7 separate regions of the Mus musculus genome follow, and regions 1, 2, 3, 4, 5 and 6 are each linked to region 7. A link is a contact called in public HiCAR-type, HiChIP or PLAC-seq and Micro-C data. All regions are on one chromosome and are shown on one strand. The core of a region is the stretch at or near the end of the contact, and the rest is flanking DNA. Distances in the headings are between cores, read along the strand shown.

The links. A called contact is a pair of places that touch in the nucleus more often than the background predicts. HiCAR-type assays count read pairs that join an accessible place to other places. HiChIP or PLAC-seq counts read pairs in DNA pulled down with a chosen protein or histone mark.
Region 1: a contact with region 7 is called in an H3K27ac HiChIP or PLAC-seq map of embryonic stem cells, with 9 read pairs. The contact joins the enhancer-like site here to the promoter of Lamc1 in region 7. A contact is called at or near these places in 4 of 39 promoter capture datasets (3T3-L1-derived adipocytes, the HPC-7 cell line, hippocampal neurons and 1 more), 1 of 15 datasets of contacts at CTCF or cohesin (the NIH/3T3 cell line), 2 of 484 Hi-C or Micro-C datasets (both in embryonic stem cells) and 3 of 115 datasets of contacts at active chromatin or transcription factors (all in embryonic stem cells).
Region 2: a contact with region 7 is called in a Micro-C map of the HL-1 cell line, with 4 times the contacts expected there. The contact joins the enhancer-like site here to the promoter of Lamc1 in region 7. A contact is called at or near these places in 11 of 39 promoter capture datasets (the 3T3-L1 cell line, 3T3-L1-derived adipocytes, the C10 cell line and 5 more), 1 of 15 datasets of contacts at CTCF or cohesin (the NIH/3T3 cell line), 17 of 484 Hi-C or Micro-C datasets (the C2C12 cell line, the HL-1 cell line, the N1E-115 cell line and 10 more) and 17 of 115 datasets of contacts at active chromatin or transcription factors (the NIH/3T3 cell line, craniofacial prominence, embryonic forebrain and 10 more).
Region 3: an H3K27ac HiChIP or PLAC-seq map of embryonic stem cells shows a contact between it and region 7, with 6 read pairs. The contact joins the promoter of 1700040K01Rik here to the promoter of Lamc1 in region 7. A contact is called at or near these places in 1 of 39 promoter capture datasets (embryonic stem cells), 1 of 484 Hi-C or Micro-C datasets (cortical neurons) and 7 of 115 datasets of contacts at active chromatin or transcription factors (the 230-238 cell line, bone marrow-derived macrophages, embryonic stem cells and 1 more).
Region 4: a contact with region 7 is called in an RNA polymerase II HiChIP or PLAC-seq map of embryonic stem cells, with 10 read pairs. The contact joins the enhancer-like site here to the promoter of Lamc1 in region 7. A contact is called at or near these places in 5 of 39 promoter capture datasets (the 3T3-L1 cell line, the C10 cell line, cranial neural crest and 2 more), 1 of 484 Hi-C or Micro-C datasets (embryonic stem cells) and 2 of 115 datasets of contacts at active chromatin or transcription factors (both in embryonic stem cells).
Region 5: a contact with region 7 is called in a HiCAR-type map of fibro-adipogenic progenitors, with 5 times the contacts expected there. The contact joins the enhancer-like site here to the promoter of Lamc1 in region 7. A contact is called at or near these places in 7 of 39 promoter capture datasets (3T3-L1-derived adipocytes, the C10 cell line, cranial neural crest and 3 more), 1 of 15 datasets of contacts at CTCF or cohesin (the NIH/3T3 cell line), 9 of 484 Hi-C or Micro-C datasets (the C2C12 cell line, brown adipocytes, embryonic fibroblasts and 5 more) and 15 of 115 datasets of contacts at active chromatin or transcription factors (the NIH/3T3 cell line, bone marrow-derived macrophages, craniofacial prominence and 9 more).
Region 6: a contact with region 7 is called in an H3K4me3 HiChIP or PLAC-seq map of forebrain, with 3 times the contacts expected there. The contact joins the promoter of Nmnat2 here to the promoter of Lamc1 in region 7. A contact is called at or near these places in 3 of 39 promoter capture datasets (the 3T3-L1 cell line, embryonic stem cells and stem cell-derived epiblast-like cells), 5 of 484 Hi-C or Micro-C datasets (the N1E-115 cell line, cerebellar granule neurons, cortical neurons and 2 more), 6 of 115 datasets of contacts at active chromatin or transcription factors (astrocytes, embryonic forebrain, embryonic midbrain and 3 more) and 1 of 9 other capture datasets (pancreatic islet).

Annotation. Positions count from the first base shown.
Region 1 is chr1:153,007,443-153,011,194 of GRCm38.p6, forward strand. All of the region lies in intron 1 of Nmnat2 (nicotinamide nucleotide adenylyltransferase 2), which reads left to right. Among named protein-coding and RNA genes, the nearest start is that of Nmnat2, 54 kb to the left of the region's middle. Within about 2 kb of position 2,094, at least 51 of the 459 cell types and tissues checked have an H3K27ac peak or open chromatin away from gene starts, as enhancers often do. A contact at or near this core is called in the NIH/3T3 cell line, embryonic stem cells and stem cell-derived epiblast-like cells, where this site is marked.
Region 2 is chr1:153,046,068-153,050,378 of GRCm38.p6, forward strand. The region is part of intron 1 of Nmnat2 (nicotinamide nucleotide adenylyltransferase 2); the gene reads left to right. Among named protein-coding and RNA genes, the nearest start is that of Nmnat2, 93 kb to the left of the region's middle. Within about 2 kb of position 2,229, at least 83 of the 459 cell types and tissues checked have an H3K27ac peak or open chromatin away from gene starts, as enhancers often do. A contact at or near this core is called in the C2C12 cell line, the HL-1 cell line, the N1E-115 cell line and 5 more, where this site is marked.
Region 3 is chr1:152,933,170-152,937,135 of GRCm38.p6, forward strand. It overlaps 1700040K01Rik (RIKEN cDNA 1700040K01 gene), which reads left to right and starts at 1,636. Exons shown (of 2, transcript NR_166417.1): 1 at 1,636-2,016; 2 at 3,162-3,877.
Region 4 is chr1:152,989,972-152,993,819 of GRCm38.p6, forward strand. All of the region lies in intron 1 of Nmnat2 (nicotinamide nucleotide adenylyltransferase 2), which reads left to right. Among named protein-coding and RNA genes, the nearest start is that of Nmnat2, 37 kb to the left of the region's middle. Within about 2 kb of position 2,535, at least 31 of the 459 cell types and tissues checked have an H3K27ac peak or open chromatin away from gene starts, as enhancers often do. A contact at or near this core is called in embryonic stem cells, where this site is marked.
Region 5 is chr1:153,062,491-153,066,736 of GRCm38.p6, forward strand. All of the region lies in intron 1 of Nmnat2 (nicotinamide nucleotide adenylyltransferase 2), which reads left to right. Among named protein-coding and RNA genes, the nearest start is that of Nmnat2, 110 kb to the left of the region's middle. Within about 2 kb of position 2,746, at least 74 of the 459 cell types and tissues checked have an H3K27ac peak or open chromatin away from gene starts, as enhancers often do. A contact at or near this core is called in 3T3-L1-derived adipocytes, the NIH/3T3 cell line, brown adipocytes and 6 more, where this site is marked.
Region 6 is chr1:152,952,900-152,956,957 of GRCm38.p6, forward strand. Nmnat2 (nicotinamide nucleotide adenylyltransferase 2) reads left to right here and starts at 2,202. Exons shown (of 11, transcript NM_175460.3): 1 at 2,202-2,294. The coding sequence starts at 2,210.
Region 7 is chr1:153,330,887-153,335,004 of GRCm38.p6, forward strand. Lamc1 (laminin, gamma 1) reads right to left here and starts at 1,900. Exons shown (of 28, transcript NM_010683.2): 1 at 1,242-1,900. The coding sequence starts at 1,653.

The sequences.
Region 1 (3,752 bases), core at 844-3,343, 320 kb before region 7:
AATAAGCACTTCCGTATGCCCGCAATTGATATTAAGTTTGGACGTTTTTTTGAGATAGAAAGTTATCATCGCCATGTGACATGACCCTGACCTGCTCAATATTTGAACAGTTGGTCCTCAGGTGATTGATGGAGCAGCTTGGAGAACCCATAGAATCTTCAGCAAAGTGGGTGGCTGAGGGAAGTGGGCCATAGGATGGGGCGGGAGTTATGGACTTGCTCCCTGTTTCTAGGTCCACTGAGATGTAAGGAATCCCCCGCCTCATGTTCCCCCTGCCATGAGCCATGCCTTTCCCTTCCCACCATGGTGGACTGTGCCTTCAAATTGTGAGCCAAAATAAACCCTTCCTCGCTCAAGCTTCTTGTTGAGATTTTGGTCAAAGCAACAATAAAAATATATAACACAAAAGGGAATCTTAGTAAGTGTGTTCAAACGATTTACCAAGGAAAGCCAATTCACTTTCTTAGTTCTGCATTATAAGAATGCTACTGCTGCCCCGATGGCTCCTGCAGCGAGGCCAGGCTGAATCAGGAGTGGCTTTGCAGCAAGCTTCTCTGGGCACCAGCTCCAGTGTGTACCCTGGACCTCTCGGCTTACTGCCATCTGGTAGAGGAACAGACAGAGAAGGCAGAAGAAGAATGCTCCATACTCTTGGTCCTCTTAAAGACTCTAAAAACGTTCGGGAATGGACAGATATAGGAACCTGAAGTGATGGGTAGGGGTCAGGTGGGGCCTAGGGATGTGGAGTGGCAAAGCTACCACTCCAAATCCCTTCTCCCCCTCCCTCCAAGCCCCCAACAGGGAACTGCTGGAGGGGGGGGGGGCGGGTGTTTGATTGTTGTTTTTTGTTTTCTGTCTCTCAGACCTGCTCTTCCATCTGAACTTGGGTCAAAGTGTGGCAGGATGTATTTACTTTGTATCTTTGCTTGATGTATTTACTTTGTATCTTGGTCACATCTATTGCTTTGTATCTTAGTTCCAGACTTTCCTTTTTCCCCACTGTCCTTCAGAAAAACATCCTGTGCAGGGTTCCCAGAGTGTTCTAGTGACTTTAGCATCTTCTCGGAGCTACCTAAGCACCTGGTCCTGTGTTTGATACTCTGTCTCTACGCCTCACCAACACTCTACTTTCCATTCATGTCATGATGTAAATGTAAGTTTTCAGAGGAAAGCTGTTGTGCCTGTTTTGTTGTTGTTGATTTATTTGTTTGTTTTTTGAAAGGTCTCTTTGAGCCTTGAACTTGCTACAATCTGAGGTTGACCTTGACTTTATTTATTTATTTTTATTTTTTTGGTTTTTCAAGACAGGGCTTCTCTGTATAGCTCTGCCTGTCCTGGAACTCACTCTGCAGGCCAGGCTGGCCTCAAACTCAAAAATTCACCTACCTCTGCCTCCCAAGTGCTGGGATTAAAGGCATGCGCCACCACTCCCAGGTGACCTTGAATTTATAATACTCCTTTCTTCCTCTCTTTTTAATTTTTGCCCAAGGTCAACATTTTAAAAGACAAATTAAAACAATATAAAAATATATAAAAAAAATATAAATTTGCGCTATGAATACTAACAGCAGACATCACCCTATTAGTGAAAAGTTGCTTGGGTTTTAAGAGACTCGTCCTTAGGTGTATCTGATTTGATCCAGAAACCTCCATCTTCTACTTATATAAACAGCGTCTGCAGTCTGACAAAATTACTTCATCTTCCAGAAGTAAATACCTCTCACCTCCTTGCTAGTTAACTCAGCTCATTTATATACCACGGACACAGTCAAAAGCAGTCATGTAGAAACTAAATTTTTTCTAGTTGATCTTATATCTGACATGATGGTGGGATCACTAGAGATCTGTAATCTATTGGGAGCCAGATGTAGGTCCAAGGTGAAACAAAACCATCTGAGGTTCAGACCTGCATGGTAGTGACTACATTTTCATGCTCTGAGATATAACAGGTGAAAAGGTCAGCTCAGGAACTTTGGGAAGGTCATGAAACCCTTGCCTCTCCGGAAGGGAGAGGCTAATTAACATTCCTCAGACCACAGGGAGGGAACCGACCTGCGGGTGGGGACACATTCCGCAGGACTGAACGTTGCGCACCTTCTGACAAGGGAAGTCCTTGTCACCTCATTTGCTAAAGACCAGTTTAAAGGGTGTACTGTGCTGCCAATCATATTGTGCCTAGTTGCTGATGCCCTGTTCTGCCCCTGGAAACCATATAAAAACTCACCGACAGAGTGCTGGGGGTTGCCGCCTGTCCTTTGAGTCTGGGAAGGACCCCAGTGCACCGGAACAATAAATTCCTCTTGCTTTTTGCATCGATCCTGCCTCTACATTGTCACTCAGAGAGTCCCCAGTAAGCTAAGGCTCCCTGGAGTCTTACACAGGTACATGCTAGCCTGCACACCCAGATGGGTGATACAAAGTACTGTGGGTTGTTCCCACACTGGCAGTACACCAGAAGTGGCTCACGACTCTGGATCTTTCTAATTCAGGTGGGACAGTATAGCTTTGAGGCTACAATGAAGTCTCTATTTGGACAGAACTAGGTTAAAATATTTGGCTTTGCCACTACTAAGGGAGTATTGTAAGACAAAATAAAATACTCTTTGTGGCTCATTGAGGAAAAAAATCTGGAGCAGTGGAGACCAGGGGGTCAGAAGTTCAACATTATCCTCATCTACAGAACACGTTGATAAATATAATTTTACAATCTGGCTGGATGTGGTGGCCCACGCCTGTAACCCCAGGGGATAGGGTAGGGAGATCAAGAGTTTTAAGGCCAACAGAAACTGCACAGTGAAATGCTAATTAAATTAAAATTTTTAATTATATACATATACCCATCTATAAAATGCAGAGATGGCCTACTTGTCACATTATTTTGAGGATTTAGGAAACTGAGTACTTTTCAAGTTAGAGGATCAGAAGCTGATTAATCTACCACAGATGATGGTATTGGTTCTTAATCTTTGTGGGTATCAAATCAATCCAGAAGATCAGCTAGAGCTCAGATGATGGCCCAAGCTTCCTTTCTGATGCAATGGATCTGAAACGGAGCCTCATATGCATTCCTGGGTCTCCATTGATACTGAGGCGGCTGAGCCAAACCAGTGACCAGTGACTAGGCAGTGATAGGCTTTAGGGATGGGGGATAAAGGGCTCTGGCAGAGCTAGATAGGCTCTAACTCATAGGGGCAAAATCTCAGCAGTCTCTGAGGAAACAGCTTCTAAGGAATTATGGGAAGGTGTGAGGAGGAGGAAAAGAGAGGCGTGACTTGGAGATTGGTGACCATGACACCACAACAGTATGGTCGAGACTGGGCAAGTGGGACTGTGACTCATCAGGGTACGGCTGAATGGACTGTGCAGGAGTCCATTCCATGGGCCAGGATGGAGCTGAGGCTGTGTGCTGTGCCCAGTGAGGAGACTTCTGAGCAGAACAGTGATGTTCTGAAACGTGACTCGCTGGCACTGCAAAGGGTGGACGAGAGGGAGGGCGGGGAAGGTGGAGGGAGAGCTGTTAGGAAGCTTTCAGAGAGTGCTGGCCTAGGTGGTGATTTGCTTGCTGAGTGATTCCTGTGGCGACTGAGAGAAGATTATAGTTTAGAAATAAAACAGGTAGAATTTAGCAGTGGATCGGATAATGGGGAGAAAGGAGAAAAGCAAGTTAAAGATGGTTCTTGGGAAATATGATAGAATTACATCAGCAGAGCAGATATGAGGAAGTGGGGAGGGAGTATCTGTCCCGCCCACCC
Region 2 (4,311 bases), core at 979-3,478, 280 kb before region 7:
AAATACAGATTGCTAAAGCCATAACCTTCCAAAAGAATACATTTACAAGAACATCCATCTAGGGTCCCTCTCTTCAACCCCAGGCTCACGACATCCTTGTTATTCACCCCTGTAGTGGAGGAGTATTGTTTCAAAGTATCTACTTAAGCCTCCCCATTTCCCCCTTTGAACACTTCCCCTGCCTGGCCCTCAAGTAACACCTCTTCCCATTGCAGGGTCCACTGTTCCCCGATCATCCTCAGCATCCCTTGCTGTTCAAACTGACAAAACACCAAAGGGATGCTCTGTTCAAACCAGGACACCGCTCAGCCCCTCCCCTCTCCTTCTCCGATACTGTCGCCTCATTCCAACTCCTAAATGCTCCCCCATCTCAGAAGGTTCGTCTCTGTCTTCTCCTGTTTCACTCTTGGAGTCTATTACTTCACCTCCTCTGGTAACTCAGAGAGTTGCTCTCCGAGGACATTAGTGCTGCTATTCTGTGGTCTCTCTTTCTCTCCTTTCTTCCACTCATTTGGCCAGAAGAAATCTATCCCAGCACGCCCATGATGGACAGAGAAGGCAAAGGGAGAAAATGGGGGAAGCCAGCGGGAGGAAGAAGACCACAGGAGCTTCCCAGCGACACAGCTGGGAGGCAGAAAGATGGGGAAACTCCCGCATAGGACCTTCAGGGATTACCTCCCCTCCCAGTCCCATGGGAGTCCCCAACGACTCTTGTCTGATGGGACAAGAATGTTCTGTTGATTCCCCATGTGGAGGACTCCCTTGTAGAATAGTGGGAGCAAAAGGAAAAAAAGACAAATGAAAGAAAAGAGAGATGGAGGGAGGAGGGAAGAGATGGAGGGAGGAGGGGGAGAAAGAGAGCTAGCACTGCTACCTTAGCAGGTGGAAGCAGGAGGCAGACAGGCCCATCCCCAATCCCTCCCCCCTCCCCCCACCCCCCTCTACCCCTGCCTCTGTGCTGGAGGCCCTGCTGAGAGGGGAGGCCTTGCCTGAGATACTCTTAGTGTCCTGCCCTGCTTCTGGTTCTCCTTGTGCCTCTGGAAAATCACCGTGATCCTTGGAGCTGGTAGACACGCGTGTATGCGCCATGTCAGTTCAGCCCGGCAACCGCTGGAGCAGGAGGCATTGCGTTGGAATGATCAGTTTAGAAAGTAAACTCCTCCAGGTTGAGCTTTCATAGAAATCCTAGTGTTCCCTGTGCTTGGTTTCCCACACTGGTGCATAGTAGGTGCTCAATGCTGATGCAATCTAATTGATGCAAGGTGATTTATTTTTTACAGGCAGGCCTCCAGAAGTCCAAAGCCAGGGCCATTTTCCCGTGGAAACAGACCAGACTCTATCTAACCTTGACTTCCAGTTCAGTATACCCACCGTGACAGTCCCAGGAAGGGCAGGGGCGCACACTCCCATATCTCCACAGAGATTGCCTGGCAGCAAGGGCAGTACAGAGGCTGTGTGTAGACTCAGTGTCACCCCTTCTATGGCCTTAGATGCAAGTCCTAAGGGCTGGAGAGATGGCTCCGTGGTTAAAAATGCTTACTGTTCTTGTGGGGGATCCAGTACTGACCTCAGAGGGCTCACACTGCCTTTACCTCCAGTTCCAGAGGATCTGAGCCCTCATTTGGCCACTGTGGTGTCTTATTAAGGTTTCTATTGCTGTGCTGAATACACCATGACCAAAATCCAAGTTGAGGAGGAAAGGGTTTATTTCGCTTACACTTTCATATCACTGTTTGTCATTGAAGGAAATCAGGACAGGAACTCAATCAAGGCAGGAACTGATGCAGCGGCCATTGAGGGGTGCTGCTTAGTGGCTTGCTCCCCATGACTTGCTCAGCCTGCTGGCTTATCGAACCCAGGACCACCAGCCCAGGGATTGCCCCACACCCAACTGGCTGGGTCTGCCTCCATCGATCACTAATCAAGAGAATGCCCTACAGCCGGATCCTATAGAGGCATTTTCTCAGTTGAGGTTTCCCTCCTTTCAGATATCTCGCTGTGTCAAGCTATCATAAAACTGCACAGCACAATGGGTACCTGCACTTACATACACAACACTCACCCCGGCCCCACACAGACGTACAGATACGATCTTCTGTTTGTTTTTGTTGTCTGAGACACCACACCCTCTGCTGGGCGTCTATCAAGGGAAAGAATAGATGGAGGCCAGTAACTGGGTTTCTTTGGTGTGTGTCTCACCAGGGCACAGCAGATGGAGCCCGTGGCCTCCGGCTCACTCCAGGCAGGAAGGATGCTGGGCTTTTCCCAAGGAGAGGGGGTTGTGTAATGATCCCACTGCCTTGGCCTCCCTGACCCCGCCTTTGGCTTCCAGAGACTCCGTGCCCTCAGAAATTCCGCCCACTGCTCTCTTTAGGGGATTTCCTTTCTCAGGGAGAACAAAATGACCTCTTTTGGTTTTTCAAAAACTGCCTGGGAACGAGTTTCCCAGAGCTGACCTAACTCTCGGCAGACGACTCAAATGGAGTCCTTTCTTGTGAGCCTTGCCTCTGCGGCCCTGGTCTCCACTCCCACCCACAGAGGCCAAGTCTCTCCTCTAACCTGGGTGTTTCTCCTTCAGACATGACTGAGGTCTGCCAACAAGAGAGAGTGTCAGGCTGGACGCCCAGAGGGGCTAGATAGCTAGGCCACAGAACCACTAGTTACCTTAAGGCCCAGGGAACAATGGCTGGCACATTAAATTCTTGTTGTTATTAGTCCGGTTCCAGTGAATGATGGCATGAGCCGTACATGTATATGTATAGGGGTGTGTGTGTGTGTGTGTGTGTGTGTGTGTGTGTGTGTATGTACAGATATGTGTATATGCAAGTGCCTGAGATCTGGTGTCTTCTCAGTGGATTTCATGTGTGTATGTGTATGAATATATATGTGTATGTGTAAATAAATATATATTTATATATAATTTAAACATATAAAATATATACATAAATTTATATAAACATATCAATGCATAAATTTATATAAATACATAATTGTTTGTTTAAATTTATATAAATATTTATATAAATATAGGTAAATATATAAAGATATATATTTCTTTTTTCTTTTCTTTTTTTTTTTTTTTAAAGATGAGGTCTCTCACTGAACCTGGAACGAGCTCCAGGTATCCTCCTGGTTCTTTCTCTAGCCACTGCAGTCTCTTGTCTCTGAGCCTTCTCTTATCTTTTAATAAAGAAAGAGGAAAACAGAGTCAACTTTCCTCGGTTTCTTCACTTCCCAAGGCTTGCACAAAGCTGGGTATGATGGTCTATGTCTATAATCCCCAGTACTTGGAAGCAAGAAGATTAGGAGCTAAGCTACATAGCAAGTTTGAGGCCAAAAAAAAAAAAAAAAAAAAAAAAAAAAAGTATGTGTTTTTCAGGGAAGACTTAGCATACAAGTCTACTTGTGGTTACTGTTGGGCTCCTACTCAGCAGGAATTAAAGGCTGGGGCACAGAGACGGGCACTGCACACGTGCCAAATCTGAGTTCCAAGAGAATTGGCTACTTTGGATTTCCAGCAGATCTTGAAGGATGTGTGAGAAATTGCTTGGTTTAATCAGTGTTTGCTTAGTGTCAAACCTATCTGAAATGTCCTGATAAGGGCTTGGGGGTGGGCTTTGTTTGGGGTGCATAAGGCAATAAACTGGAGGAGGTGCAGTTCCTGCCCTTCAGAAAACTGGCAGTACCCCACACCCCTGGACAGTCTTTCACACACCCATGCCTGGCCAGCTCTGAGGCCTGGGGGATGCCTGGTGCTGCATCAGCCTTTGGAAGCAACCTGGGGGTGTTGTTCAGCTCAGCCTATGATCTGATCTCCATAGACAGGAAAGAGATTGTGAGGGGACGGGGAAGGAGAGCAGGCATGCATGCAGACACACATGCCTATGTGTGGTATGTGGGGTGAATCTGCTCCCTTTTCAAGCTGAGAGGTCTAGAGTGGAGGAAGAGGCCAACCCTCTCCTCTTGCTCACAACACACAGAGCAACCACTGATCTCAGTAGGGAGTCGCAGCCACAGTAATGCCCCCCCCCCCCAGTGACACAGACACTTGGCTTGCCACCCACGCCCTCTTCATCGTTCACATGACTCCTGTGACCTCTGCCAAAATGAATACCAGATTCCAGGAAAGAAAGCTCCTGGGAACCCGAACCTGTGGAGTTGGAGGGGAGTCCAGTGATGTCACTACCGCTGCTACATGCACATCAGAAGCGTCCCAAGGAGAGGAAGCAAGCCCACCCTATCCCTAGGGTGGCAAAGCATTTCAGTAGCTGTTAGGAAGATGAACCCTGAATCCCCTGAGTGGTTTGCTCA
Region 3 (3,966 bases), core at 386-2,885, 400 kb before region 7:
TTCATGGTAACATAGGCCAGACTGTTGTCTGGGACAATGGATTTACTGTGACTGCGAACTTGGCTCCTTACCTCCCATTTCTATCCAGCTAGTTGGATAGTCGCTTTTACCTTGTCTTGTCCTACTCTCCCCTGAATGACCAGGGTGTGGTTCATGCCTTGAAGCTACGGATGAGGTTAAATGATGAGGAAGCTTCTGTGACAGATCACTTCCAATGTTAACAACTACATTTCAATACATGGGTTCAAACAGGAAACCCTTTGTTTCTTTGTTTGTTTGTTTGAGGATTTGGGGGACAGAGTCTCCCAGTATGTTCCAGACTGGCCTTGAGCCTGGCTAAGCCCTGTGTCTTCTGAAGTAATAGTAATGTATGACACTATTCAAGAACAGTGTCAGACAGGAGCAAGTCTGCATGTTGTCTCTCAATGAAGCCTGTCCTTTGGGCACCATGGTGTTCTCTGGAATGCTATCCTGCCTTTCTTAGGCCTCAAATTTGACCTTAGGGTTCTCTAAGGAAATTGTACTGTTTTTATTTTTTCTTTCCTTTTTTTTTTTCCTCACTCCTACTTCTTTGATTCACTTAATTTTGTTTTAAATCTGTTGAGGTTAAAATTAAATTTCAGTAGAGGTAGAGCTTCTGGACTATAGAAGGCTGGCGTAAGTGTAAAACAATCCTGGCCAACAATCTCTAATGGTACGAGAAGACTGTTGGTGGGGGAGGGGGCTTGAGGGCTGGCCAGTGGGGTGGGGTGAGGAAATGTCAGCTCGCTTTCTGTTGCTGTGACAAAGTACCATGACAAACAGCAACCTGGAGACGTTGAGGTTTATTTCATCTCACAATTTATAATCGATCGCGAAGGGAAGTCAGGGCAGGAACTCAAGGAGCGAATCCGGAAGCAGAAGCTGAGGCAGAGGCTGCGGAGGAACACTGCCTACTAGCTTGCTCCTCACAGATCGCTCAGGATGCTTTCTTAGACAGCCTAGGACCGCCTGTCCAGGGCTGGCACCACCCACAGCGAGCTGGGCGCTCCCACATCAGTCATTAAGACAACACTCCCACAAAGTTGCCTATGGTCTGATGGAGTCACTCTCTCCATCTGTTGAGAGTCTGTTGAGACTCCTCTTTTTTCCTCTTTTTAGATAGCTCTAGCTTGTGTCAAACCACAAGCTACCACAATTGACCAAACCTACTTCCCCCCAGGCTTCCCGCCTGCCCCCCAAATCCAAAACAAAACAAAACAAAACAAAACAAAACAAAACAAAACAAAGAAACAAAAAACCCAAGAAACCTTTTACCTGGACAAGCTGCAAGCACACATGCGCACATGTGCAGCTGTGGGGGAAATGGAGGGTGTGGGGAGGAGCGATAGATTATGAAGTGGGCTTCTTCCAGACTTATCTATTTTGTTCTTCCTTTCTTCCTTTCTTCCTTTCTTCCTTTCTTCCTTCCTTCCTTCCTTCCTTCCTTCCTTCCTTCCTTCCTTCCTTCCTTTCTTTCTTTCTTTCTTTCTTTCTTTCTTTCTAATTTAAAGAGTTTGAACAATAATTCGTTTTCTTCAGTTTCTGAAAAAACTAGCAAGCTGCTGAATCATAGCCCAGAGCTAGCAATAGGACTTAAAGTCTTTCTTTCCTGTTCACTCCCTGAAGGCCCACAGCGCAGCTGCCTCTCATATCCTGGCTCTGCCTTGTAGCCACTCGGCTCAGCTCACAGTTTCCTGCTTTTTTCTGTACCTTCTTCCTTCTAGATTTTTTCTATTGTAATTTTCCCCCATTTTTTGAGACGCGGTTTGCAGAAGCCCGACCTCACGCTGGAATAACGTGTGTGAGTTCCCACCTAGCTTTATCCGCTTCTTCTTCCTTTTGCTCCTCTTTTTCCTCCTCTTTCTCTTCCTCCTTTTTAAAAATTTACTTTAGCGTCTCTTCTAACATTTGTTATACTATTACCCACCCGTTACCTTACCCTTAACTAGTTCATTCTGGAGGAAGCTGGAGAAAAATAGGACGGAGAAGATGGTGGTAAGTCCACTTGTCACTAAGCTACAAATGCTATACAAAGTATTTGTGCCTATATCCATACACTACAATACGTTCCCTTCTGTGTCTATTACCTGCGAGTTATGTGCATTGTGTGCATTATGCTGTATGTCCACCACAGTGCCATTATCCAGTCCTTGTCACTTATTTAAAGACTGACACGGGAATGGACTGATAAGACATGTTATTGATCCTCCTGCAACTAGTTCATTTAAAAAATTCATACACCTTCTCAATACCCCAGCATAGCAAATGATGTTCAGGGTTTTCCCCCAAACAGTAATTAAGTCGTACGAGATTAAAGCAAATGAACAAAATATCCAGGTATTGGTCAATTATGAGGATACAGCTTCCCATTTATCTTCCTTGGTTAGAGACTCTGAACTCAGATGAAAAGACTCTTTGTGTCTTTCTTGTGCTGAGCATGATAAGAAAGCCATTGAGCTGGAACTAGGTCAGCTGCCTTCCGCTGCTTCTCGGTCATCAAAGCCTATTTCTTAGCCTTAGAAGTTTCATGTCCACTAAATGGAGTCCTCATTCTCTTCTCCCCAAGCCAGAAGACTGTGAGCCAGTCATGCATAGTCAATCAAGTTTTATAGCACAGTGGGTGTGGACGGGGTAGGTCTATGTGATTTTTTTCCAAATTAGGATTATTTTTGACCTGCATATCGAATTGTTTGCTGAACAAATACTTCATATATGTTATTTAAGCATATATTCAGGCCGAGTCCAAGATTACAGAAGTCAAAAGTAGGAATTTTTTCAAAGAGAAAACAAACAAGAACCGGGGCGAATGGCACACACTTTTAATCCTAGTACATGTGAGGTTGACACAAGAGGATCGGGAGTTCAAGACCAACCTTGGCTACTTGAGACCCTGCCTGAAGAAAAAAAAAAAAAGCCAACCAAAACACAAAACAGTAATGAGAAACATTATACTATAGTTTCAGGTGTGGTTTGAATGTAAACTATTTCCCCACTGGTACAAGTATTTGAAGTCTTGGTCTCCAGCTGGCTGTGCTGTTTTAGAGGTGGGGAACCTTGGCTAGAGGGGAGTGGGCAATTGAGGGCTACCAGAAGTTTACAGCTCAGTCTTATCTCCTGTTCAATATTTGCTTCTTGACTAGGGACATAATGTAACCACCTATCTTGCATTCCTGTCACCATGAAGCAGCTGGTGTCACACGTTCTCCAGCCACAGCGGACTGTATCCCCTCAAGCTACAGGCAGGAACAACCGTCCTTCTCTTTAGTTGCTGCTTGTCCTGTATTCAGTCACAACAATGAGAAAAGTAACTAGGTCATCTGACTGTTGCTTGGTTTTTGGTCAGAATGAAATCAGGATCCAATGGTGAGGACCATATCCCGTTGCCATGGAGATGATTGTGCTGTCACAAATTTAGTGTGGCTTCAAAGCGAAGAGAAACAGATGGTCTGGAAAAGATTGAAGGGCTGTGGTTAGCACAGGCAATGGCAGGATCAGCCATTTCAGGTGCATTTTGGAAGAAGATAGAGGCATAAATGACAAGCCAAGGGCCTTTATGAAAGCCATTGAGCAAGAAAGAACTCATCCAGATAAAACTCCAAAGCATCTTCCGTGAGAGGGAAACCTTGGATACCTTTAAACCTAGAGTGGAGTGCAGGCAAGAAAGCAAACAGTGGGGACACCCACAGCTGACTCTCAAGATCACCCAGGCCCCGGCTGCCCTGACAACCACTACTGAAGTCAGAGGTTCAGATTGGGACATTGACATTGTGCTAATTGTCAGCCTGGAATCTTTCTATCATCATACTGTTCATTTAAAGAGCGAATAAATCCTTGAAGTCTATTACTGTGATACGAATGTGTGCCTCCAAAATTCTTGTGTTGAACCTTCAAAAATATTCGTTTTATGTGTATGCGTGCCTGGGTGTGTGTATGTGCACAGTGTGC
Region 4 (3,848 bases), core at 1,285-3,784, 340 kb before region 7:
TGATTCTTTCCTAAGGTTTACCAGAAAAAAAATAGTTTGGGGTTTGGGGAAAGTAATAGAAATAAAACGTAATTGGGAGCTGGGCACACAGTGCGTGCCAGCAATCCTAGCACTGGGAAACGGAGCAGGAAGGCCAGCTTTGGCTACACAGCAAGTCTGAGACAAGTCTGGGTTACATGAGCCTGGCTCTGAAAAAAAAAAGTGTTTTTTAAACTGAGAGGATCTACATTCTTTCTCAAGCTTTTATTACCAGACTAAAACTACCCACTCGCTATCACATTGTTCCCATATAAAGGGACATTGAATATACTCACCCACACCGACACCCACACCCACCCAAGTACAGGACACACTGTTAGAATAGTCAACAACCTTTTATGTGGCATTTATTTAGCTGTAGGAAAATTTAGCATGTTTAATTTTTTTAAAGTAAACTTAGTTGACAGTTTCTTCTCATAATAGATACGGATTATGTCATGTCTTGAACGGCATCTATAGTAGATACAGTTTCTTTCTTTTCTTTTTTTTAAGATAGAATCTTGACATATATCGCCCTGGACAGCCTGGAATTCACTTTGTAGCCCAGGCTGGCATGAGGGGCAATCCTGTCACAGCCTCACGAGTGCTGGGCTTACAGATAGGACCACCATGCCCATCCTCACGAGTGGCTTTTCTAGTGGCTCTGTCTTCTGTAGTCCTGCAGTGACCTGGAAATCCAGATCAGGCTGCACCCATCTTGTCTCAAATGTGCGCCGTTAGTGGACACTCAGCAGATAAGATCTCAATCTCCAGTTTGTTATTACCATTGCTTTTAATAGTGTTCCATTAATTTAATAGCAAATCTCCCTAATAATGTTATCCAGATTGAACAGGCCCTGACTGGCATAACCCCACACCCAGCTCTCCACTGATTCTTTCCTACGGTTTACTGGAAAAAAAAAAGAATTCAGTTTTATTATCTTCAATCTTAACAGTATTTAGTGTGTGCCCACTGTTAGATACTATTGAAGGTTTTTTTTTTTTAAATTCATAAAACAAATATAAAGACAAAATTCTTGTTCTGAGTAGTTTATATTGATTATGTTTAAAACATGAAGCGGGATAGCATCGATGAACACAGCAGAGGGTTATGAGAACAGAAGAGAGAGGGCTCATAGGCCTGTTTTCTCATGAATGTGAGTGGCTGTTGTTTTTTGTACTTATGTGGGGGAGAGAAGATGGACTGTGGACGAATGGTAACGAAAGAATACGACTGAAGTATGAGGAAGTTACAGAAGCTTTCGGGTCAGTGTCAGGAGGTTCAGAGACGGGAAGAGCTCCTTCCAGAGTACAGGGCAGTGGCCGGTGAGCAAAGAAATGGTTAACACAGACCCGAAGACATGTGAGAGCGCTTTATAGCAAAAGAAGTGGTTGAATTATCCCTGGGACTGAGCAGAACTCTAATATAGAGATGTGGAGAAAGAGAAACTGCCCCGGGGGAACAGTTTAGGCAAAGGCACAGAGGCAGCACTCACCTTTAGGGCACCCAGAAAGCAGGGACAGGTGGATCTCTGTGAGCTCAGGGCCACTGTAGTCTACATAGCACACAATAAAAGGCTGTTTCAAAAATAAATGAAGAAATGGAAATTAGCGAAGTCTCAGGGACAGGGTACATGTGGACAGCCCTGCTGGGGTGAGCAGGAAGGGGGAGGGGGAGGGGGTGGGGGAGGGGGAGGGGGAGGGGGTGGGGGAGGGGGAGGGGGAGGAGGAGGGTGGACGGAACCAAATGAGGCAGCACAGCAGCTGAGACTCTGGAGATGCCCGGGATGCCTGGAAATGAAGGTCTTCCACATAGGTCTTTGGTATCTTGATCTGTAACCAGTGGTGAACACTTTTGAGTAAGGGGGTTGTGCAGCTATACATTACAGTGGAGCTTTGTGAAGAGCAGACAAGTAGGTTCTGTAGGTGTAGGCATGCATGTGAGGCAAGAAGCTACTCAGATCATTCCAAATAGCCTCTGGAAGGGTTGTTCTCCATCGTCAACCTAGAATTACAATCACTCTTGGAGAGAAGACCCACCCGGATGTAGACTGCACCAGTTCAAGGGCTCTGAGACTAGACTGAATGAAGGGAAGGGAAGGGGAGGGGAGGGGAGGGGAGGGGAGGGGAGGGAAGGTAAGGGAGAGGGGAGGGGAGGGGAGGGGAAGGGAAGGGGAGGGGAGGGGGCCTGGCATAAACCTCAGAGCCCACCCTGCAGAGGTAAACTAACCAGCCACCTTATGCGATGCTGCCAAGGGCTTCCTCAGCAAGGTGGGCTGTCTGTCCTCAAACTCCTTCATCCCTTAAAGTTCAGGGCTTTGGGCACAGTGATTAGAAACAGAACCAAGATCTCTGTGGCCCAGTCCTGCCAGATTCTCTGCCTCCATGAAAGGCAGCCTGGAACTCTTCCCTCTTTTGAAATGTTTATGGGTCAGCCCTCAAGCTAAACACAGGGCAAGTTTAGACATGCTGGGAACATCAACACACATCCTATTTTTAGGGAAGGAACTGAGGTTTCTCTGGGGCATCTCTGCCAAGGTCAGCCTGGCTGTATGGGAATATCCTGAGAGCTGACATTTGGTGTGGCTGTTGGCCGTGATGGCTGCCCCAGTCTCTGAAAGTCTGGGCTTGGTGTATTCTCATGTTTGCTTCCCAGATGGAAGAATGAAAGCCATTTGATGCTTCCCTAACTAACATTCCTGCCTCCTTGCTATTGACATCGATAAACAATGAAATCACAGGATCCAGATTAAGTGAATCTATCTTCCTTGCATGTGGTACAACACAGTTTGGAAAGAAAAACAAATCAAATGCTTGGGAAGCAACATGAATGCAAATTAAGGTCTGGAGAAATCTGTCAGCACCCAAGCACTTGCCTTGTTTTGTCTCCCCTTTAAATGAAACGAGCACTGTTTTCTGAAGCTCAGATGTGAATCACAGCCCCTTCTGGAGTGGCTGATTGCAACACTGTCCTAGTTTAGGAAACTGATCTCCCGACAGTGGGGAGGAAAAGGCTGTTCTCTATAGGGTAGGAGATACAGGGGCGAGCATTCTCTTTTGGAACACATGGCCTAGTCTGGAATCACCCAGGTGAGGTTGCCCAGAACCAGGCCGAGGAGAACAGCTCTCTGGAGTCTGTCTTTCCATTTTGTAAACTAGCAACTGTGCCTTTTAATACTTATTTATGCTTCTTAAAATTCTTAAATGGCACGCTAGTGTATAGGCTAAATGTGGACTTAGAAAGAACAGGTTCCAGCTCTCCTCCTGAGAGCTTTGACCTTGGGAACAGTTAACGTCACTCCACTATTGATTCACATACATCAGTGTTCCTCAGCCTTCCTAATGCTGCGATCCTTTATTATAGTTCTTCGTGTTGTGGTGACCCCAACCATAAAATTACTTTTATTGCTGCTTCATAACTGTAATTTTGATACAGTTATGAATCATGTTATAAATATCTGATATGCAGGACATCTGATATGCAATGGGTATGTGTCTCAACCCACAGGTTGAGAACCCGTGACAATACAGCCCAACTTTTAGGTCAATATACATACACACATACATACATGCATACATACATACATACATACATACACACATGTATATGAGAGCTCTTTACAAGGTCATTCCTCTTCATTTCTTTAAATTTAGATTTATTATTTTATGTGTATGAGTGTTTTGCCTTCATGTGAATCTGTATACCATGCTTTGCTGGTGTTTGAGGAGGTGGTGAGCCTCCATCTGGGTGCTAGGAATTGAATCCTGCTCCTTTGCAACAACAAGTGCTCTTAACTCCCGAGCCAACTCTCCAGCCCCTTTCCTCTTCG
Region 5 (4,246 bases), core at 1,496-3,995, 270 kb before region 7:
AAGTGCCTGGTTTATTTATTTGTTTGTTTGTTTATTAGTTTATTTATTCATTTCTACTATTTTGATATTTTTGTTTGTGTATCTACTATAGGGCCTCACACTGTGGCCTGGCTGGTCTAAGAGGGTTTCAGGGGAGTGGCCTCTGGGAAACGTTTTAAATGAGGCCAGACTTCTAGGATGGCTCCTGCTGGCTGGGGACCTGTGAGGAGTTCTTTCCTTGCAGGTCTGTGGGAAATGACAACTCTGGAAGTGAGAGCCATAAATCATTTCCCAGCTGTGAAGACAAAGGGCTCAGCTCCTCAGCTAGAGTCAGTGAAGCAAACAAAGGTTAGGGACAGCCAGGGGACCGCAGTGCCAACCGTCTGTGTTACCCCAAAGTCAGCACAAGGCTGCGGAGAACAGCTGCCAACCCCGAGGAGTAAACAAAAAATGGAAAGCGGGAAGAGGACCACGTCTAAGCAGTGGAGGCTTCTGGGAAGTATTTCTTATTCTCTCTCATGGATTTAGACAGCCTGAGTTGCATGCATCGGGTGGGGAGCTAGAGGGAGGCAGAGATGGCTAGAGAAAGGTTCTGTCTTCCTTCAGATCGCAGAGGTGCTTTCTTGCAGGCTGCCTGATAATCGGGCACCTAAGCCTGGCGCTCATCTCCATCCAGAACTGTGCCACCCGCCCTTTGCTCCACCACTGGCTGCAGAGACAGCAAGAGAAAGCATACAAGATCTGGGTATCCCACTGTGCCCGCAGAAAACTAGCTTCCAAAACTCCTCTGCCTTCCTGAGGCACAGAAATAAGACCAGGAACCCTTTGAGCTGTGATCCCAGCCTGTGATCCCGGCCCTCAGGAGGTAACTCATGCCTGTGATCCCGGCCCTCAGGAGGCCAAGGCAGGAGAATTGCAAGCACAGCCCCACCTAGACTACAGAGTTACATCACATCAGACTGGGGCCACTTAGTGAGATCCTACCTCAAATAAAAAGTAAAAAGAGGACTCGGGATATAGTGCAGTCATAGAGCTCTTGTCTAGCCTGTTTAAGGGCCCGAGTCCAAAGCAAAATAAAACAACAACAACAACAAAAGCCTTTTACTTCAAGGGCTCAATATTCAATTACTTTCTCATCTAGTCTATCTACCAGGAGAACGTGGTCAGCCAGACCCCTGCTTCTCCACGCTGTCCGAATGGTAAACAACTGTCAAGACACCCCGAGTGATATGAGAGAGGGCAAGACACCCCAAGTGACAATGACCTACAGTGACATCATTCTCTTTTATTCTTTTCTGATCATTCTTTTCAAGTTTCTTTTTAAAAAAAAAAAGACTTATTTTTAATGTATGTGTATTTGTGTGTGTGTGTGTGTGTGTGTGTGTGTGTGTATGCACATGTGTGTGAGTAGGTCCCCTCAGAGGCCAGAAGAGGGCATCAGATCTCCTGGATCTGTTATCTGACATGGGTACTGGGTCTAGAACTCAGGTCCTCTGGAAGAACAGCAAGTATACTTAACCACTGAGCCACCTCTCCAGTGCTTCAAACATTTTTAACTGAGATGCAAGTGTGCGTATTTGTAGGGTACAGTGTGATCATCTATTGCACATACACAATGTGCAGTGTTCAGATTAGAGGAGCTGGCATTTATGTCTTTTTATGGATTGGTGACTTACAAAGAAAGCAAGTGAAGAAACGGAGCCTTCACCCCTCAGTCAGTGCATCGGCCTGATTCTCTCATCCCTGGAATGTCTGTCTGTCCTCTGCTTTTTGGCTTGCTTGCTTGGAGACAGGATCTTACTATGTAGTTTAGTTTCGTTTCTAACTCATGAATTTGGGATCCTCCTGCCTCAGCCTCCAGAACACAGGTATATCTGATACTGGGGACCTATGTTTGGAGACTGGTGACTGCATTTAAAAGATGTGCCAAAAGGCCGTTAGGGACTGCCCAACTCAGAGACAATTGTCTGTTCAGGATCCAAAAAAAGGTTTCCATGTCAGAGCAACAGGAACACAGAAAATAAAGATGTTTGTTTGTTTGAGACCAGCAATTCTCAACCTGTGTTCTCAATCCATAAAAAGGTCTTAGCTTTTCACAGGGTTGTATATCAGATATTTATATTACGGTTCATAACAGTAGCAAAATTACAGTTATGAAGTAGAAATGAAAATAAGGAACTGTATTAAAGGGTCATAGCATTAGGAAGGTTGAGAACCACTACTTCAGACAGAGTCTCATTCTATAGCCCAGACTGGCCAGACTTCACTCTGTAGCCCAGGCCCCTCAAGAATCCGAGGCACTGCTCCTCCCTCAACTTCCAGGGGCTCTGATGAGAAGGGATAAGCTACCACGATCCTCCTTTCTGCTGTCAGGTCCCTGCCTAAGGTCACGTGTTCTCAGGAGGCTTCATTGGCCTCTGTACCCCATCCCCAGGAAGGCCTCGGTCACTTCAGTGACCTGCATCTTCTGCTATTATCAATGCGGGTTATTTACCCAGACCTTCAAACTCCTCAGAGATGGTGATCATGTGGCGTTTCTCCAGCATCCTCACAGCGGCTGGCACAGAACCTCGGGCAGAGTAAGCTCTCATCACATTTTGCTGGAGACTCCTCAAGGTTCAGTTTGGAAGGCCACAGGAATGACTCCTTTAAGAGTTATTTCTTCATAATCCCTAAGCAGAAATAACCCCGCCTAGAGGGATTCATAGCTCCAGTCCTTTCTTTATTACCCAATTTTGGATCTGTCTGCAATTTAGAATGTTTACAAGTCCAGACAGCCTCTGTGCAATTCACAAACAAGGAGAGCCAAGGCAGTTCCAGCTGTGAACACGAGCTGGGGTCATTTCTAATTGCAACCCAAAAGGAAAATTTGAGTTAATATTGATGTTCTAAATGCAGTGTTCCTCTCCATGAACTCCTGGCTGGAAGGGGAGAGAGGATTACAAATGTCAGCCAGGTCCACTGAGAAGCCAGCAGGCAGATCTGTCTGAGGTTTTAATAACTAGGCAGATCACCTGTGCTGTGTTTGATCTCTGGTCAGTCTAGCAGCAGCTGTCATGACAGATTTAGATGGGTCTAGGGGCCTGGACTAAGCCAGGGTGAGTCTTCAGGGTCCTGCGGACAGGAAGGCCGATGGATATTGAGTCTTGTCTCCTCCAAAAGAGCAGGAGGAGAGCCATCAGACTAGAGTGTAAACTTTAGAGCCATTTGGCTGCTTCCCTGGGGTATATGGATGAAAATAGAATGCATTTTGGGAGGCCTGGCATGAAATTAAATTCCAGGGCCCTAGCTACATCTTTGCCAATGGGCTGGCTTCCTACCAAGGCCCAGAAAGGCCCTCGTTATGTAATGTACTGGGAGAGTGGAAGAAAGTGGACAGCTTTGCGCACATGTGCGCGCGCGTGTGTGTGTGTGTTGGGGTATCTGAACCTTTCAGAGGCTAGTCTGCCCAACCACACACACACAAGTATGTGGCTGTAGGCCAGTGGGGCTGGTCTCCTTGGGAGCTTGTTATACGTACTAAACTAGCTGAGGGCTAAGGGTCACTCATACTGGACTGTTAAGATAAACAATGTTTTTGGATTTATTTATTGTGTCACGTCATAGCTCCAAATGTTGGAATCCAAACAGCAGCAAAAAAATTTAGAAATTATAAAAAAAAAAAAAAAAAAAAAGGAAAGTTGCAGAAGTAACCAAATAGAACCAGCCAGCTTGCTGGCCATTTGCCTGGATTTGTGCAATCTATCCTAAAGTGTAACATCTGGTGGTTTACTATGGGCTTTGAAATTATAGTTTGTTTTGAGATAATTCGTAATCCGTAGGAAGTTGCAAGGATAAGACAGAGACATCCCACTCCTGTGGCCTTCAGGTATATGTCACTTTACCACATCTATGGATTAGAGAAGCACCACAATTAAGAACAAGAGCCAGGGCTGGACAACTGGCTCAGTGGTTAAGAGCACTGACTGCTCTTCTGAAGGTCCTGAGTTCAAATCCCAGCAACCATCTAACCATGGTAGCTCACAACCATCTGTAATGAGATCTGGCGCCCTCTTCTGGAGTGTCTGAAGACAGCTACAGTGTATTTACATATGCCATGATGCTTCACCACAGCCCAGACACAACAGAAACAGCCAACCATGCACAGAAACTCTGAAATACACCCTCCTCCTTCAGTTCCTCTCTTGGGTACCCGCCACAGTGCTGAGAAGTCTGACTAAAACACACCCAAGTTGTCGAGTGTATTATTACTGTCTCCTCACGTGGT
Region 6 (4,058 bases), core at 952-3,451, 380 kb before region 7:
AACTGAATTAAAGCAGCAGCCCTATCTTGTTCACAACCCTTAAGTCAGTGCTTGGTATATGGCAGGCATTCAATAAATATTTATTGCTTAATTATAATTATGTTAATTGCCCAGCTTCTAACATCTCTTGCTCTTTCTACCCCGCCCATTTGCATCTTGTGTTAGAGAAGACACAAACTTCTGTATGAATTACACTGGCTCTTAAGACTCTTATATTGAAACCAGAAACTTTGGGGTCAGTACTTTGGCTTATCAGGTAAAGCAGATGTCACCAAGGCTGATGGTCTGAGTTCTATCCCAGGGACCCACACTTAAAGAGGAGAGAAATGACAGCTGCAGGTTGTCCTCTGAGCTCTGTGGTAGTGCTGTAATATTTGTGTGTGTGTGTGTGTGTGTGTGTGTGTGCGCGCGCGCACATGCATGCTTACGTGCACACACACAAAGTAATAAACTAGAAACTAGAAAACTAGAAAATCTCTCCACAGTAGGAATTGATTTACTATTCAGCAAAAATTAAGAAATATGAACCGCATGCCTGCCAGAAACTCTTAGATAAGAAGTAAGGAGCAGTGCTAATGCGGTGGCTGAACAGGCAAAGGTACTCACTACCAAGGCCGATGGCCTGGGTTCAACACCCAGTTCCCACAATGCAGAAGGAGAGAGCTGACTCTTGCAAGGAACTGTTCGTCCAAGAAGGCAATACTTGTGCTTCTGAATCAGGAATCTAATTACTGGTTCTGTAATGCATCCAAAGAGAACAGTTGTCCGGTCTTCAAACCTTTCCTTTCCCCCTATTCATTTTTCAGAGTCTTAGCCCATTCATTTACTAAACTCAAATTTTAAGGCGTTTCCCCAAACGTCTCTATATCCCATCCATCCGCAAAGACTAAAAGCTACAAAATCTATGGTATCTATCCTGCCCTGCCTCATCTCCCTGCTGCTGACTCTCTATACCCAGCAGTCCCAGGACAGGACCACCTGCCCAAGGCTGCCAACTTTCTCCTAATTCTTATTTTCCTCTTGGTTCTTTTCCTCCCAACACTCAGAGATCTCATAAAAATGTCAATTACATGGTACTCTCTGTCTAACGATTTCAATGGCCTCCTTTTGTTATTCCACTGTAAGTCAGTGACTCATAAGAACTTCCTGTCCATTATCCTAAACCCATATGATGACTGGGTGCACATTTCTCTACTACTGTTTGCCCACCTGTCCAGGACTTTTGGTTATATGGCCCTCCTTTCATGTTCACAAGCACTGGAAGCCTGTCTCCGGGTCTCTGTACCAACAACTTCTTGTCTAAATAGGCCTGCCTTAAATGTCGTCTAAGCCAGAGAGGCTTTCTCAGACTCCGTCCAATCTGCTCTGTCAGACAGTGAGTTAATTCAGTTATCATTCGGGGTCCACAGCAGCATCCAATAGAGAGTGAGCATCAAGAAGTAAGCATAGAGTGGTGACTGACTCAACTTGGACAGCTGATGTAGGAATTTCGTAATACTTAGCCTTACTAATTTCCCATTCATATCTGCCCAAACCCATAATTCAACCCACACAAAGGACCAACATTAGCAGAAGGGCTTTCTTAGTAGCCACAGGTCAAGATTTGGATTCCAGTCAATAGTTTAGAATCACTAAATAAGGGAGGAGAACAAAACAAAACAAAAAATCCGAAATGAACACTATTGAAAAGAAAACCTATCATTTGTCACTTTAAATATTAAAGCTCATGAAAAAGAAAATTCATAAAATCAAACATTTTTGAAGTCGGATATGTTAGGGAATGTAGACAGGGAGAGAAAAAGTGAGTCAGGAAAACGAAATTTGACACAGAGAGAACATAGCCAGCAACCACGCTGTAAGGATGCCAGGGTACCACTCCTTTCCTTGTAGATAAAGTAAGATGCAGTGAGGTGGGGTGGAGAGGGTAGAAACAATAGGGTCAGGAACCAAGACCAGTGACGCAAAAGAAGCTAGAGAGGAAGTAGGACTAAGCAGAGCCAAAGGGAGAGCAATACAAAAGCAGCCTTGGATCGAGCCGGAGTGGCAAGCGTTAAAGGGAGGCGGGGAGTGACGCGGTTTGCGTCTAGAGCGGCTCCTTGGAGTCCACAGCATCCACCGCCGGAGCCTCGCCTTCCTTTCTCCGTCTGCAGACATATCGAGACACAAAAAGAGGCAACCCCTGGATCAGTGCGAGAGACCTCATCCCATCATGACCGAGACCACAAAGACCCACGTTATCCTGCTGGCCTGCGGCAGCTTCAATCCCATCACTAAAGGGCACATTCAGATGTTCGGTGAGTCCTCCCGCCCACCCCGGAGGCTGCTTCCGCTGCTCTACTCTCGCCAATATCAGGGCTTTCCAAGGCGATTGAGCAGGAAGGCGTGCGCCCCTCCGGAGGGGTGCGCCGGCTGATCAGGCTGGTGCCAGGTCAGCCCCAACTATCCCCGCTAGCACGAGCCGACGCAAACTGCGTTTTTTCCAGGCTTCTCTAGCGTGGGGCCAGATCGCCTCGCCGAGGGCCAGGGATGGGGGAGGTGCGGGGCTGGGGGGTGAGTGTCCTCTGGGGTGGGGTGGGGGCGCCTGGTTAGAGCCCTGGAGTGCGGTGGTTTGAGTACTTGGCGGGCAAGGGTGGGGATAGGGGCAGAGGTTGGGGTGCGAAGAAGGAAGGAGAAGGGCTGAAGATAACGTGCTGTTTGTTTAGGATGGGCAGAAAGCTCGAAGGAGTTAAATGTGCCTCGGAGACACAAACACTCGCACACGACACACCAGTGGCAGGGACTGGGGCTTCAAGGAGACTAATACTGGGCTTGGCTGGCGGTTCCAGGAGGCTCAACGGACAATGTTTGGAGATTGTAGCTTTGGTGGCCCAGAGCGGTGGATGTTGGCTAATGGAGAGGGAAGGGTACCACTGCCCCGCCGAGGTTTGGCTCCGGCTGCCTTGGAAAGGGGAGGGGGCGGGGCGACTGCTTCGGGAGGTGGTCCACGAGCCGGCGAGATGGATCCCGGCCCAAGTTGGCCAAGGTTCTGCCCAAGGCGGCGATGACAACCGGCATCCTTGCGGTGTGAGTGTGAAGATGGATATTTGAATGTGCGTGAGAGCTCGTGTGTGGGGTAGGGACGTGTCTTCACGAGTTTGTTTTTTGAGGTTCGGGACGTACAGTGAGAGGGGGAAAGCTCAGGCGTCTCGGGTGCGTGCATAAAGGTCCAGCAGAGAGGCAGGAAAGAGGTAATTGTCCACGCAGGTTGAAATTTCTCGCCGCCGGTGCGGAAGCCACGCCGCTCGAAGGCTACTGCTTTAGGACCCAAAGGCGCAGGGTGTGTGCGCGTTTAGACCCCTGAGAGGGGGACGCGGGGTCACTTTAAAAGCAGAAATTGAGAAGTTATAAGTTGGGGTGATTTTTCTTTTCCCCTGGGACTCAAGGAAATGAGTAAGGGAGAGCCAGGGCTCTGGGGATGGGAGAAGGGCAGGGTGAGAGTCCCTGACCCGGCCCTGCGGTGAGGCGCTCTCCACAGGCGGTGGTGCTGAAACGCAGAGCGCTGCTACTGGCTGCGGGCACACGTGTTTGCCCAGGTCTGGAGGACTGCCAGAGCTTTCCTAGGCTGTTTAATGAAAGCCACAGCATATCCGTGAAGACCACCCCAAATGCATAAGCCAAAACTCTTTCCTCTAACCCTAAAAGATTATTCTGCACTGGGCCTTACGGCTAACAGGACAACATTATAAAACTACCCTGCACACAGGACAGGTTCAGTAGCCACCTTATGGAACGGGGAAAGTTAGGACGTCTAAGAAGCAGCCATTCCTTCTGCTTTATTCTGTAAGCTTTTAAAAGTGTTTATTCAGAAATGTCGCCAACTTGCCTGTTAAACAGGGTGCTTTGTTCCAGCATTAAGGTAAACCAGCAGCAAGGTAGGCCACATCCCCAGTCTTTTGAAGTAGCAGCAACCTGGGCAGCCACCACTTTTAACCTTCTTGTGAGTTCAGTGCCTTCTCTTCTACTCTTCCTCCTCATGGCTCACTTTCCGTTGGCAGTCGTTTGCTAATATTGTTTCCCTC
Region 7 (4,118 bases), core at 650-3,149:
AAAAAGTTCCATCTGCCTGGTGACTCGTCTACAAAGAAAAAGGCAGCATCTACTACAGAGGCAGTAACACTGCTCTCCTAAAACTTCCTCCACACACAGTCATTTACACTTTCAAGGCACTTTCTCTAAGTCATAGTCTTTCTCTGAAGAAAATTCCCTGATAATATAATATAATATAATATAATATAATATAATATAATATAATATAATATAATGAAGAGCAGTGGAAAGAAAACCCTGAAACCACGATCAGGGGACTATCTGCCTACAAAATATCCCTCTCAAATATCCCAGGGCAACAATCAGTTTTTCACACTTAATGTTGCACAACTGAACACAGCAATGAAAATTTTTCTGCTCTCTTGTCTGTCTCAAAAGTAAAGAAAACATCTCCAGGTGAAGCAGGAACTTTGATCCGTTCAGATAATCACAGCCTTGCTCATCCACGGCTCTGCCATGAAGTCTCCTACTTCAGCCCTCTCCTGGATTCTAAAGCATGCTTGTCTCCACACTTGCTTCGGATCAAAGCAAAAGGGAAGACTATCCAGGAGAGCCTTGGAGCTTTTTACACCGGAACAAAACTGCCCTCAATTACAGAGAGTGTCTTCATTACCTTTCTGTTTTCTCCCAACTAGGATTAGCAGTGAAACAGCTCCTAATTAAGGCTGAACAGCTCTGAAGAACAGTAACTTTAAAAGTGAACTTCCACTTTAATTACACATAGAAATACCGGCGGCAAAGGCATTTGCTCCCCTCAAATTCCCCTATCAAAACTAAGAGCAATCATTCTCAACCCTGGAGACAGACAAACATTTTAAAGACAAGTGTTTGAAAGTGGACCTTCAAGACTCTAATGTAAGCATGCTATGTGATAGTCCTGTCCTGCCAGGATGAGTGTTTCATTAGCGCCTCAGGGTGCAAAAGGGGGTGGGGGGGTGTTGGTCCAAAATCCTAACTGCTGAAATAGAAAAGAATCAACGGAACGAGAATCCGGTTGGACTAGAAAGAGTAAGAAAAAAAGAGAGAGATGCTAGCGTGGGACATGGTGGCCCTCACCGGATGTTCAAAGCGAGATGAATTTTAGAAGTTGGAGAAAGGAATTTCTGTGTGTGGCCCACGCTGGAGAACAGACCGTCAGCACGCGGCTGGACAGGCCCCTCAGGCCGGACCAGCGGCTCCATGGATGCGGCCCCGGAGCTGGACCGTGAGCGAGTAGTGGGGACGGGGCTGTCATCGCTTACCCAGGTGCAGCGTGAGGTTGATGGAGTTGGGGTACTGCACCCCGGCCAGCATAGTCTGGCTTTGCCACCAGGTGGTGTCGGCCTGGTTGTTGTAGTCGGTCAGGAAGGCTGCCCCGTGTTGCAGGTGCTGCTGGCCGGCGTCGCACAGGTGACAGGACTTAGTGACTCCGGTCACCCCAGTCTGCACGCAGTACTCCTCGGGCGGAGTCCCACACGTGTTGGTAGCCACCACGGTCACATTGAAGGCGGCATTAACAAACTCCGGCATGCAGCGCTGCGGCCGCCCGCCCTCATCCGCGCACTCGTCCATGGCCGCCCGGACACAGCCCGCCACAGCCGCCAGCACAGCCAACAGCGGCCACAGCCGCCCCCGGGGCTGCAGGGCCAGCGCGGCCCGCCCGCCGCCCGTCATCCCGCTGCGCGCGGGCCCTCGGCAAAGGCTGGGGTGCCGCGCTGCACTCGCCTAGCGGCGTATCCCGAGGCCGATCCTCCGCTGCGGGCCGAGGCCGGGCTGTGGACCGGGCTGGAGGCCGAGAGCCGGACGCAGAGCCGATGGGTGGGCGTCCGAGCCAAGATCGCGCTGCCTCCGCTACCTCCCGGTGCGCAGCCTGCACTGTGCGCCGACCCCCGACTTCCGAGCGCGCACTCGAGAGCGCGCCCCAGGAGGAAGGAGAAGGGGGTGGGGTCTGCCCGGCGGGGTGGGATCTGGCGGTGGAGAAAACCCAAGGCCGGCCTCCTCGGCAGCTCACGCGGGCCAGGAGCTGCTCCCCGCCCTACGCGTCCTCCCCAGCGACTCCCGGCGGCGGCGGGGGCGGCCTGGAGGGCGGTGGGCCAGAGAAGCGAGATGGGAGGGGCGGGAGCCAGAGGACCGGGCGCGAGGTGGGCGGGGCGGTGGAGTAGGAGGGTGGGGTGCGAGGAGGGCGGGACCGGCAGCAAAAGGGAGGGGGGCGCGAGATGGAAGAGGCAAGGGGTCAAGTGGGAGGACTTCTGGATGGGCGTGACTAGAGGTGGGCTGGGCGAGGGGGTAAGAGGGAGGGGCCCAAGGTGGGCGGAGAGGGAGCGTGAGTGAGGGAAGGAGGGCGGGGCGTGGGGTGTGGGGTGCTGGGCAGTGCATGCTGGGAGGGTAGGGGCTTCGGTGGGTTGGGAACCCTCATCCAGGTCTTGTACCTTAGAGGATCTTGCCCTGGAGGGTATGAGGCTAAGAGGAGGTTCTTAAAGGGAGACGCAGGTGGGTGAGGTGGCCCGGAATCTGTGTTTTTGACTTCATGAGGACTTGGACCCTGGCCCAACCAGATGTCAGTCCTTACGGTATAGCTCAGCCACTACCTGACTCTGGAGCCTGAACACAGCGCAACGGTGCGGTGGCCTGCGTGACCTCGCCCTCCCCAGCCGTCCCGGGCATTGCCTCCTGTATCCCGGGGCAAGCCCTGCCCACGCTGAGGGGAGAGATCCCGAGGTGTCCAAGGGACTGGATCCCTGTGGAACACAGGGCTCGATCTCAGCTTCAGAGTCAATTTTGTGATTTCCTTGCTCTAAATTAAAATGTGACTGTCATTTAACCGGGCAAGGAAGGAAGTGAGAAGGCTGGGAATGGAATGACATTTTCCCCTGGATACGCAGACCTGCTTTGAAATTCTTCCACTCTGTTGTTTGTGTGTCCTAGCTTGCCTTTAAAAGACTCGAAATTATCTGGATTCTGACATCCTCCTCTTCGGACCTGCTGAGTCACAGAATATTGTCAGTGCCAGAATGACTCAGTTCCCAGAGCCCGAGCCAAAAGATCATGCGTTTTAGTCTCAGATCAGAACTACCTGCAGTGCTGATAGGACCAGCAGACAGGGGAAGGGAGGGTGCTGTAAAAATGAACCAGCTGAGAGCCGGGCTTGGCAGCACACTGTGCTAATCCCAACCCAAGATGCAAAGCAGACCAGCAAAGTGTAAGCTCCGGATCAGTAGTCTTTTTAAGATAATGATACTGATAGCTACAAGATGGCCCAGTGGGTAAAAGCACCTGCCACCAAGCTTGGTGACCTGAGTTCAATCTCCAGGAACCACATTCTGATTTCCACACCTGCACCATGAGACTTGTGGGCGCGCGCGCGTGTGCGTGTGTGTGTGTGTGTGTGTGTGTGTGTGTGTGTGTGTGTGTGTGTGTGTGTGTGTGATGATATGACACATAAATAAATAAATGTGAGTTTTAAGATGGGGTAGTGGGCATATGAAATGATGAAATATAACAATAACTAGGTAATGATCGTTAGGGTCAGTGTTAGAGCCACAAGCCCTAATTAAGAGGGCCCAAGCATAATGGACTATTTATGATGGGTAAAGGATACTGTTCAGAGAGCTTTTAATACTGGAATTACTCGGGAATGCATCCACCTGACTTATTGGATGAGATGATGGAGATTAGGTATGCTAAGGGTCTCTAACTCTTTACTCCTTGTAACCCTTTGGAGAAAGAAACATGGGAGCTATAATATTTTAAATCAATGGTTCTCAACCTGCCAGTCATGACCCTTAGCAGGGGTCTAATGACCCTTTCACAGGCATTATGTAAAGACCATTGGAAAACAGAGATATTTACATACTGCCCATAACTAGAAAATTACAGTTATGAAATAGCATTGAAGATGATTTCATTGTTGGGGGTCTCCACAGTGTGAAGAACTATGTTAAAGGGTCACAGTGTTAGGAAGGCTGAGAACCAGTTTTTTTAGGTGGCTGAAACAAAATCACTCTAGTCACATAACCCTGGAGGGAATGATGTCTCAGTGCAAACATGCTAAACAAACTAGTGTGTGTCCTTTACATTGTTTTCTTTTGGTTTCTGAGGTCCAAAGTTAACTCCAAGCTGCTATTTATGGTACTTTCCTC